2 separate regions of the Callithrix jacchus genome follow, and region 2 is linked to region 1. The links are chromatin contacts, called in public Hi-C maps. All regions are on one chromosome and are shown on one strand. The core of a region is the stretch at or near the end of the contact, and the rest is flanking DNA. Distances in the headings are between cores, read along the strand shown.

Region 1 (4,999 bases), core at 1,884-4,383:
GGCGACAGAGAGAGACTCCATCTCAACATCATAATAATAATAATAATCCATGTTTAACTGGCCGTTTTACTGTATCTAATAACGCTGGCCACTCTGGGCTGTTTGAAAACCCCTGTTTCCTTGGCCTCCTCTTCTTCAAGTTCCCCCACTCATTCCTTGTGGAGGCCCTCCTGGGGGGCCTTTACTCCCTAACCCAGGGCTCCATGCTCGCCCTCCACTCTCCCATCACTCACAGGCAGCTTGCTGAGCACAGCTGGAGCAACAGTGCTGAGGCTCAGCTCTGTGGTGGGACTTTGGGAGTCATTCCTGGACATTCAGCCTAAAGACTGTTTCTTCAGTTGTCCTAATGATTGTATTATCCATTTAATATTCTATGTAAAAAAAAAATCCTTTCAGCTTAAATGAACTAGTCTGGATACTGTCCTCTGCAGAATGCTGACCATTTGACATTCTATTACACTGATGCATTAATAATGGACTTTGAAATGACAGAGGATGGAATTGTACTATTGTAAGAACCATCTGCTTGTTTTTAATTAGGAAATCCTAGAATTTTGACTGACTTAGGCTTAGAGGATTTGTCATCAGTGCATGTGCAGACCCACAGGATGGTTTACAATCATTTAGAGGTGATATAATGAGATAGTACGGTTGTCATATTTTATGCCATTCGAGTTAAGGTCTGGATTTCCAGGTCCTAGTCTCAGAGAGTCAGAGTCAATGGGTTGTTCAGGAGAGCGGGACCCAGGATTCTACACTTACCAAGCCCACCCAGGCAACCCATGATCACACTGAAAGAAACACTGGTGCGTGGTTAAGAGCACAGAACCTGGTGACCAACGGACATGGGTTTGAATGCCAGGCCTACCCCATACCATGCTTGGGTGATGATGTACAAGTCACTTCACGTCTCTAAACCTCAATTTTTTTCATTGTAAAATGGAAATAATAACAGCACCTCCTTGATGAGGATCAAATAAGATAACTCACATAAAAGAGCTTCACATAGGGTCTGGCCCATAGTAAGTGCTTAAATATATCCACCGTCTCCACTGGGTGATTCTTATCTCTAACTGAACAACATAACACAATTACTCTTTACAAAGAAACGAATCCCCATGAAATGAGTTTCATTCACTGAGACAGTGACAGAATGGAGACCTTGGGTTGTAAAACAGTCTACACTGGCCTACAAGCTGTCCATCACTTTCCCTGTAAAAGCCTTACTCTGGAAGTGAGTTTCATTCACTGAGACAGTGACAGAATGGAGACCTTGGGTTGTAAAACAGTCTACACTGGCCTACAAGCTGTCCATCACTTTCCCTGTAAAAGCCTTACTCCGGAGGGCTGGCAATGACAGCCACCTGCCCTTTGTTATTTCAAAGAAATGTTGGCAATGTTTGTTGCCATGCTATTACACTGCTTCCAGTGTCAACTACATTGACAGAATGGAAAACAGAGGTCACTTATGTGAGTGCAAAAATACTAAGGGCAGCAGAGGGAGCTTTAATGACAATAAGAGAACTTCCAAAGAGCATAGAGTGGACCTCTGATCCTAGGAATCAGAACCCACTGAAATAAAAGTGGAAGTCAGTCTGAGACTCAGGACAAGATTGGATAAGGTCTCATTCTCATCAGATAAGAATTGGAGCTTAGGTCTTATCTGTTGGATAGGACCAGATCTTATGCGGTCAGATAAGATCAGAGAGTCAGATAAATAAGACTGAAAACAAGACTAGAACTCTTGAGACCTCAAGGTTGTATTTGATGATCCTTCTTTCATATCTCACCTGCAATCCATCAGGAAATCCCATGGGGTCTGCCTTAAAAACACATCCAGAATTTGACCATTTATCACCCTGTCCATGGGTACCATCTTGCTCTGAGCCCACCCTGTCTCTTGCCTGGGTCACTGCAGTGGCCTGGAGGCCTGAGCTCTGGACTAGGGCCTGGTGCCTTCTTTTTTCTGGAAACTTTTCCTCCCAGGTCCACCCACAGTGAGAAGAGGGTCAGTTATGGCCTCTTCCTATGTATGGGCACCAGGCTGAATCAAGGCGAGACACACAGGGAAAGGTGCAGGTGGTAAAGCTCAGAGCTGTCTAAGTGGAGGGGTGGGTGGCTGTGTGGCAGGCTCTGGCTTTCTTTAATCCTGGCTCAGAACCAGGCAGACCTTGCTGGTGGGCAGCAGTGCAGTAACTTATGCCCTCATTTACTGTCTCTTGGGACTTAGGAACACAAGGGAGCATGGGAACAATGACAGGCACACTGCGGGTATGTCCAGGTGAGGCCCTGCAGCCTTCAATCAAGTAAGGTGATATGACAAAGCTGCTCTATCCCAGCTGCTCAGCCTGAATGCAGTCAAGAATCCCCAAGACTTCCGGGGAGCAGCTGCTGCCTCCTGCCATGGTATGTGAGTGGAGGGGTGGGCTGCAGGATTGATTCCAAGCAGAGATTTAGAAGGTGGGTGTGACAGGGGGATGCTGAGTCATGACCAGATTCTGAGTGTGAACATTGGAGTGAGGTGAAGACAAAGTCAAGAGAGATTTTTAAAAACACCAAGGGGCCGGGCCTGGTGGCTTACACCAGTGATTCCTACACTTTGGGAGGCTGAAGTGAGTGGATCTGTTGAGGCCAGGAGTTCGAGACCATCCTGGCCAACATGGTGAAACCCCATCTCTACTAAAAATACAAAAATTAGCTGGGCATGGTGGCAGGCACCTGTAATTCCAGCTACTCAGGAGGCTGAGGCAGGAGAATCTCTTGAACCCGGGAGGCGGAGGTTACAGTGAGCCGAGATTTTGCCACTGCACTCCAGCCTGGGTGACAGAGAGAAACTCTGTCTCAAAAAAATAAAATAAACCAAGGAAGCACTAAAGCCAGGGAGCTGGGTGTGCCATCCATCTGGCTGCTGGCGTCACCCTGTGCCGGAGCTCCCTGCAAAAGAGAGTGAGTCACTGAGCTTCCGGTCGTCAAAGCTCAGCTGCCAACTGCAGCTCTGCAGGCCTGCAGTTCACTAGGAAGCCTCTTGTCAATACTAGGGCTGAAAGGAAGAACATCCCTGGGTCAGGGGCCATCCCCACACCTGGCCTTGGCATGCTTCCCCACTGTCTGTCCAGGCACTGCCTCTCTGATGCAGGAAACACTGGGTCCAGATGCAGATGATGATAATCACCTTCAGCCTCCTGAGCACACTCCAAAAGGTCCCTTCTCTGGCTCTTTTCGTTCCTTTAGTTAACGACAGCGTTCTCTCTTTGCATTCAGCTATTTAGAAGATGTAGAACTGTCACATGGATGCTTTCCCTTCAAGGGCCCAGGTGACCCTTCTACACATTTTCTCCCATTAGGATGACACTGGAGAGAGAATTTAAAGTAGTTCACAGACATGTTCCAAGTTTCAGGATAAAAAACTATCTACATATGTACACACAACATACCCAATTTGTAACTTGGAAAAACACATGATCATAAAAAGCAGGAGCTTCAATCTCTGCTCAAGATCCCTGTTCAGCAGTACTTTGGTAGTTGGCCTCTGGCCAAACCAATGAATGACTCAGTCTGTTTTCTGACTCAACCCCATCTCCCTAGCTAGGAATTCAGTGGCTAGGAATACATGTTTGAGCTTCTCATATAGGTATAAACTAAATTACACACACACACACACACACACACTGTATATACGTGGCTACAAAACTTAGTAATACGTATCTTTTAAAAATTATGTATAGTAGGTGGCCAGGATGCAGTTAGTTTGAAGTTGTTGGTGTAACTCATGTCCCTCCTTTAGCAAGCTTCCTTACGTGTGGTATTTTGAAGTCACTGCTATAGACGGAATGGCTGTGTGCCCTCCCAAGGTCACATGTTCAAACCTAATGCCCAATGTGATGGCGTTTGGAGACATGCTCTCATGAATGAGCTTAGTGCCCTTATAAAAGAGGCCCCATATTATTAAAAAATGAAAAAAAAAAACCCACCAGATGCTGGTGAGGTTGCGGAGCAAGGGAACCCTTACACACTGCTGGTGGGAGTGCAAATTCGTTCGTCCATTGTGAAAAGTGGTGTGACAATTCCTCAAAGAACTAAAAACAGAACTACCATTTGACCCAGCAATCCCCTTACTAAGTATATACCCAAAGAATATAAATTGTTCTACTATAATGACACATGGACACATATGTTCACTGCAACACTATTCACAATAGCAAAGATATGGAATCCACCTAAATATCCATCAACAGTAGACTGGATAAAGAATATGTGGCACATATACACCATGGAATACTATGCAGCCATGAAAAGAAACAATATTATGTCATTTGCAGGAACATGGATGGAACTGGAGGTCCTTATTCGCAGTAAACCAACACAAGAACAGAAAACCAAATACCATATATTCCCACTTATAAGTGGGAGCTAAATGAGAACACATGGGCAGAGAAACGGGAACAGCAGAACACTGGGACCTACTTGAGAGTGGAGGATGGAAGGAGGGAGAGGTTTAGAAAAAAAAACTTTTGGGTAATATGCTTAATATCCAAGTAAGGATATAATCTACACACCAAGTCCCCAACTCATTAGTTTATCTATATAACAAACCTGTACGTGGATCCTTTAACCAAAAATTAAAGTTAAAATATATTTAAAATTAAAATAAATTAAAATGAAAGAGGCCTCCGAGGGCTGCCTTGCCTCTTTTGCCATGTGAGGAAACAGTGAGGTGTCTGGTTATAAACTAGGAAATGGGCCCTCACTAGACACCAAATCTGATTGTACCTTGATTTTAGACTTTCCAGCATCCAAAGCAGAAAGAAATTCATTTCTGCTCTGTAGAAGCCACCCAATTATAGTGTTTTATTAAAGGAGACCAACTGGACTAAGGTAACCATTTAATTAGAAAATTTTAAGCAACTAATGAATGTAAATCAATACACTGATTTATGAATTACAAATCTCCTTAAATGTCCTACTTTCTTTCATGTTCCTAAATGTCATATTTTACATC
Region 2 (4,782 bases), core at 759-3,258, 34 kb after region 1:
GGCAGATCACATTAGATCTATAGTTGGAGACCAGCCTGGCCAAAATGGTGAAACCCCATCTCTACTAAAAATACAAAAATTATGTGGGCATGGTGGCTGGTGCCTATAATCTCGGCTACTTGGGAGGGTGAGGCAGGAGAATCGCTTGAGCCTGGGAGGTTGAAGTTGCAGTGAGTTGAGATCACACCACTGCACTCTAGCCTGGGTGACAACAGTGAGACTCCATCTCAAAAAACAAACAAACAAAAAACAATGTGATAATTTTTCTGTGGTCAGAGTTTCTGAGCCATGAGTGTCGGTTCTGGCATCACCTCCCAGTGCTGAGAACTCCCCGAGCCAGTGATTGCAGTCTCCCATTGAGAGCTTCCTGAAATACTTTTCCAGCCCTCTGTCTTTCTTCCATGTCTCCTGGATCTTGCTGGCTTCATGATTAATTGCTGTCCAGGTCATGTTCATCGCATCAAAGAGGAGGGATTCCTCTCCACTAATGACAAACTGCCAGGACGCACCAGTGCATCATTCTGCTTCACGCTGACAAAACATCTTGGCCTGCAGAGTGGAAGGACCTGCAATCCAGACACAAAGCCATCATCCTCACTCTTAAGAGGTCCATCATCTTCCAACAGGTCAAGAAATGCAGCACATTTAGGGGCCTGCATTTCTACCTGGACTTGTCCTTTCTTGCCCGTTGGGTCCTATGTGCTTCTATGATTGGGCCAGTGATCAATACACAAATACACCTAAAGCCCCTCCCCACCTGTGCTCTTCCCTCTCCCCTCTTGCTGCCTGCCTCCACTTCTGCACTCCATTCCACACTTACCTCTGGTGTTTATCTGTGGTTTGATGTCAAGAAGGACCATCCAGAGGTTCACCCCACTTCTAGCTTTTGGGTCAATTCTCTGCATGTGCTGGTGGCATTTACCTTCTTCCCCAGGAGGCCCACAGGTTTGACCATGTTGCTGTCACTGTTGTACTGAAGGAAAAGATTTTTATTCATGAAGACCTGCGCTTTGCACCAGGGCTGCCCTGGTCTGGACCATGATTTTATAGCAAAGTCAAAGCAAAGAGAGTGAGCACCTGTGAGAGAAAAATGCAGGTGAGGTCCAGGACAGGGAAAGAGGCCCATTAGAACCTGTGCTTCTGTGACCCCAGACTTCCTGGACCGGGCCAGGCTGGCAGAGGGGACGGCTCCATCCCAGAATCCTTCAACCTTCCAGATCTCTGCTCCCGTCTCCCCTTGACTCTCTCGGGGGAGATACTTGATGATACCAGGGACCTCTGGGGTCCACTTAGTGTTAACAGCATTAACAGGAGAATTCCTGTCACAAATACTTTTAGCAACATCTGCCAAGTTCCGAGGTACAAAACAGACAAGCCAGTGTGTGACCTCCTGAGACTTCAAATCCAGCTGAACACATAGGACATTCAACAAAAAGGAAAAAGAGGCATTTATTATGGGACACATACCAAATTTCTCCTGGGTCCTCGGTGTTCAGGAAAGGGTCCTGGAGTAGAAGGTGGGAGGTAGCACTGTAGAGCTGTCACCTGTGAGCCAGTGCCTGGCCTGGGATCTCAGGCTGCGGTCTCCCACAAACTACGAGTAACGTCCCAGGGATCCTCTTCCTCACCTCATCCTTTAAGAGCAGGTACCCACTTGCCTGAAGCCTGCATGAAGCCCCAGTCACCTACCCCCCACCTTTCTCCCTCCTCCTCCCTGTCCTCAGCCCGGTCTTGTGATCTCAGGACACTCACCAACCCCAATCCCCAAGGCTGTTAGTAGCAACAGTAGATGGCAAAGAAGGTGCACAGGGTGAGGAGTCAGGGACATTCTTGGCACACTGGAGAGTAACAGGCAAGAAGCGGGGCGGGCATACATACACCCTCACTGGAATAATGAAGAAATGTTGTCCAACAGTGTGGCCGTGGGCACTGCCCAACAGAGGCACAACAAAGGACAGGCCTGTAGAGACCCAATTAAAGAAGAACTTTGTGAAGCGAGTGTTTTTCAAATGTTCAAAATATAATTATTTATTGAAAAATAACAGGAGACATTTGAAAACAAAATTAACTTTGAATAAACTCTCTCTCCTCTCCTATCCCCAATGCCCCTGCAAAAAACCCCCTCTGGTGTGAGCAGGATGGTTGGAGGTTATGTGAGCTCCTTCTCCCTTCCTCCAATTTCCTCTTCCCTCCCCCTCCCTGCCTCTTTTGCTTTTCCTTTTCTTCCTTGTGCCCCTCCCCCTTCCTGTATTTTTCTCCCATCTCCATTCTCCCCTCTCCCATTATTCGTAACCCATTCAAACTCTGTCCTCTTAAAGGGTTGAGATTTTCTCTCACCCCCAAGCACGCCCCAATATTAATCAAACTAGATGTAAACAACCAGCAACTGGTCTACCATTACAGACGGGGTTTCACCACCTGAGTGCCTGCTTGCCTCCTTCACTCCCAAACATGCACACGTTCCCTCTGCACTGGTGTTCGGAACACCGGCCACCGTCCTGTCTTCTCTAGGATGGAGAGGCTTGAGGTGACTGCTTTCTCAGAGTCTGGGCAAACTGTCTCAGGAGCAGAAACCAGCTCAGTCCCCCTGGGGACGGAGAGGCCTGCCTAGCAGAACACCTACCCACCACGTAAACCCGGTGGCATCACCTGTCAACTGTCTCTTGTGAGTCATTCTAGGCCTGCCTAGCAGAACACCTACCCACCACGTAAACCCGGTGGCATCACCTGTCAACTGTCTCTTGTGAGTCATTCTAGGATAGTGTTCCTTGATCAGTACTGGATTCGTCATCGGTGAACAGACCAAGACCAGGCTCAAGTCCCAGCCATGAAATTCTAGAAAGGATTTAGTGTAATTTTAGCAGTTGTTGGAGACCAGCATGTAATAGCATACATATGTTTTCCTTGATATGTAGGTAGAGGGCCCCACCTTTTTTCAGGATTTAGGCTTCTGCAGGTCCTGGCATAGAGGTGACAGCAGCCCTACTTCGTGTCTGGAGGGTGCTGGTGCCCTCTACCGCCTGGTTTCTGTGCAAACACTTTAGGATCATCCTGCTCTCTAGAGGCCTGGAGCTCCTGCCCTTGAACCGAGCTCGCATTCCCACTGTTTCATTGAACCTCGCTGTTTCCTTCTTGTAACTCCATCCTCCTCCACAACTGGAAGACCAGCTCTTCTCCTGCGTCTTCCTTGAAAGACACCTGCCCACTTCCTTACAAAGCCCCCACCAAAGTGACACCAGCTACTTTTGAATATATCCAACTTCACTGAAGATTTAGAGGTTATGTTGTAAGGCTGTGAAGAATTTTTTTAAAAATCACCTGTTAGCTGGACCTCTTTCCTATCTCTTCTTTGAACTAGAAATAAAACGTCTATTATTTGACCACACCATCATCTAGTACCCAACCCTGATTCTTGGCCACCGTCCTCCTGGCCAGGGTGATTGCAGTCCAGTGGGTGATTGTGTCACCTGTATGACACAAACTATCTTTTGCCCTAAAGTTTAGTTCTTCAGTTATCTAGTTTCCCTTTGTAGATTAAAAATTACAAGGAGTTGGCGACCAGCTTTCCTTCTTGTCCAGGTCTGTTCTATATGGTGACTGGAGAGCGACAGATACCCCGTGAATGCTAATTGAATGCCTGGGTGGACAAATGGATGGATGAACAGAAAGGTGGGAGGGGAAGTGGACGGGTGAGTAGGTGGTTGAAGGAATGATAGTAGATAGGTGGGTAATTTGGGTGGTGGATGGATAGGTAGGTGGATAAGACGGTGAAGGGGTTGCCAAGCTCAGAGAAAGGCCCAGCCTACTTGGCCCCGTACCTGTCCCCAGCTGCCAAATGGCTACTGACAATAGAGCAGCCAGAGTGATCCTTCCGAACCTCACCACGCACGTCCCTCCTGTGCTGCAAACCCTCCCAAAGCGCCCCTTTTCTCTCAGTAAAACCAAAGTCACCAGTGACGCCTAGGGAACCCTGTGCAGCCTGGCCAGCTGTCCTCTACGCTGCCCCCTCGCCGCTCAGCTACAGCCCCCACCCTTGGCCTCCTCGGCCTCCTCACTGGTCTTCAGAGCCCTGCAGTTGTCCCCGTGCCCAGGACTTTGCATTACCCTCCCCTCAGCATGCACTGCTGCTCAGGCATCTGCCGGGCTCACTCCCACACCTGCTCCAGGTGCATCCTTCCATGCCTGCCCCTCCCGTTGGAATCCTTTTATTAATTTCCTTCTTTCTTTCCTCTTTAAAATTGTGGTATAATTCATGTAACATGAAATTTTTCATCTTAATCATTTTTAAATGTAGAGGCACCTATTTCCTAGTGCAAGACCTCTGCCTGGCCAGGCAATCCTGGACCTTCTTCACCTGAACTTTTTCCCTCTAAAGCAATGACCACTTTAAAACATCTTATTAAGCCCAGTTCAGTGGCTCATGCCTGTAAATCAACATTTTGGGAGGCCAAGGCAGGTGGATGACCCAAGGTTGAGAGTTTAAGACCAGCCTGGCCAACATGGTGAAATTCCGTCTGTAATAAAAATGCAAAAATTAGCTGGGTGTGGTGGCCAGTGCCTGTGACCCCAGTACTCGGGAGGCTGAGGCAGGAGAATCGCTTGAACCCAGGAGGTGGAGGTTGCAAACAAAACAAAACAAAACAACACAACCCACAAATGTGTTGTCTTACCATTCTGGAGATCTGAAGTTGGAATGGGTCTTGCTGGGCTAACATCACTGCACTGTCAGGGCTGTGTTTCTTTGGGAGGCTCTTTGAGAGAACTGTCTCCTGCTTGCTGTTT

The links. A called contact is a pair of places that touch in the nucleus more often than the background predicts.
Region 2: a contact with region 1 is called in a Hi-C map of skeletal muscle, with 5 times the contacts expected there. The contact joins the promoter of LOC100399988 here to the enhancer-like site in region 1. A contact is called at or near these places in 3 of 3 Hi-C or Micro-C datasets (induced pluripotent stem cells and skeletal muscle).

What each region holds. Positions count from the first base shown.
Region 1 is chr4:156,617,683-156,622,681 of calJac240_pri, forward strand. All of the region lies in intron 2 of LRP11 (LDL receptor related protein 11), which reads right to left. Among named protein-coding and RNA genes, the nearest start is that of LRP11, 19 kb to the right of the region's middle. Within about 2 kb of position 3,134, at least 5 of the 16 cell types and tissues checked have an H3K27ac peak or open chromatin away from gene starts, as enhancers often do.
Region 2 is chr4:156,653,076-156,657,857 of calJac240_pri, forward strand. It overlaps LOC100399988 (retinoic acid early transcript 1E-like), which reads right to left and starts at 2,009. Exons shown (of 3, transcript XM_035296949.3): 1 at 1,753-2,009; 2 at 923-1,077; 3 at 334-566. The coding sequence starts at 1,876. The coding sequence ends at 453.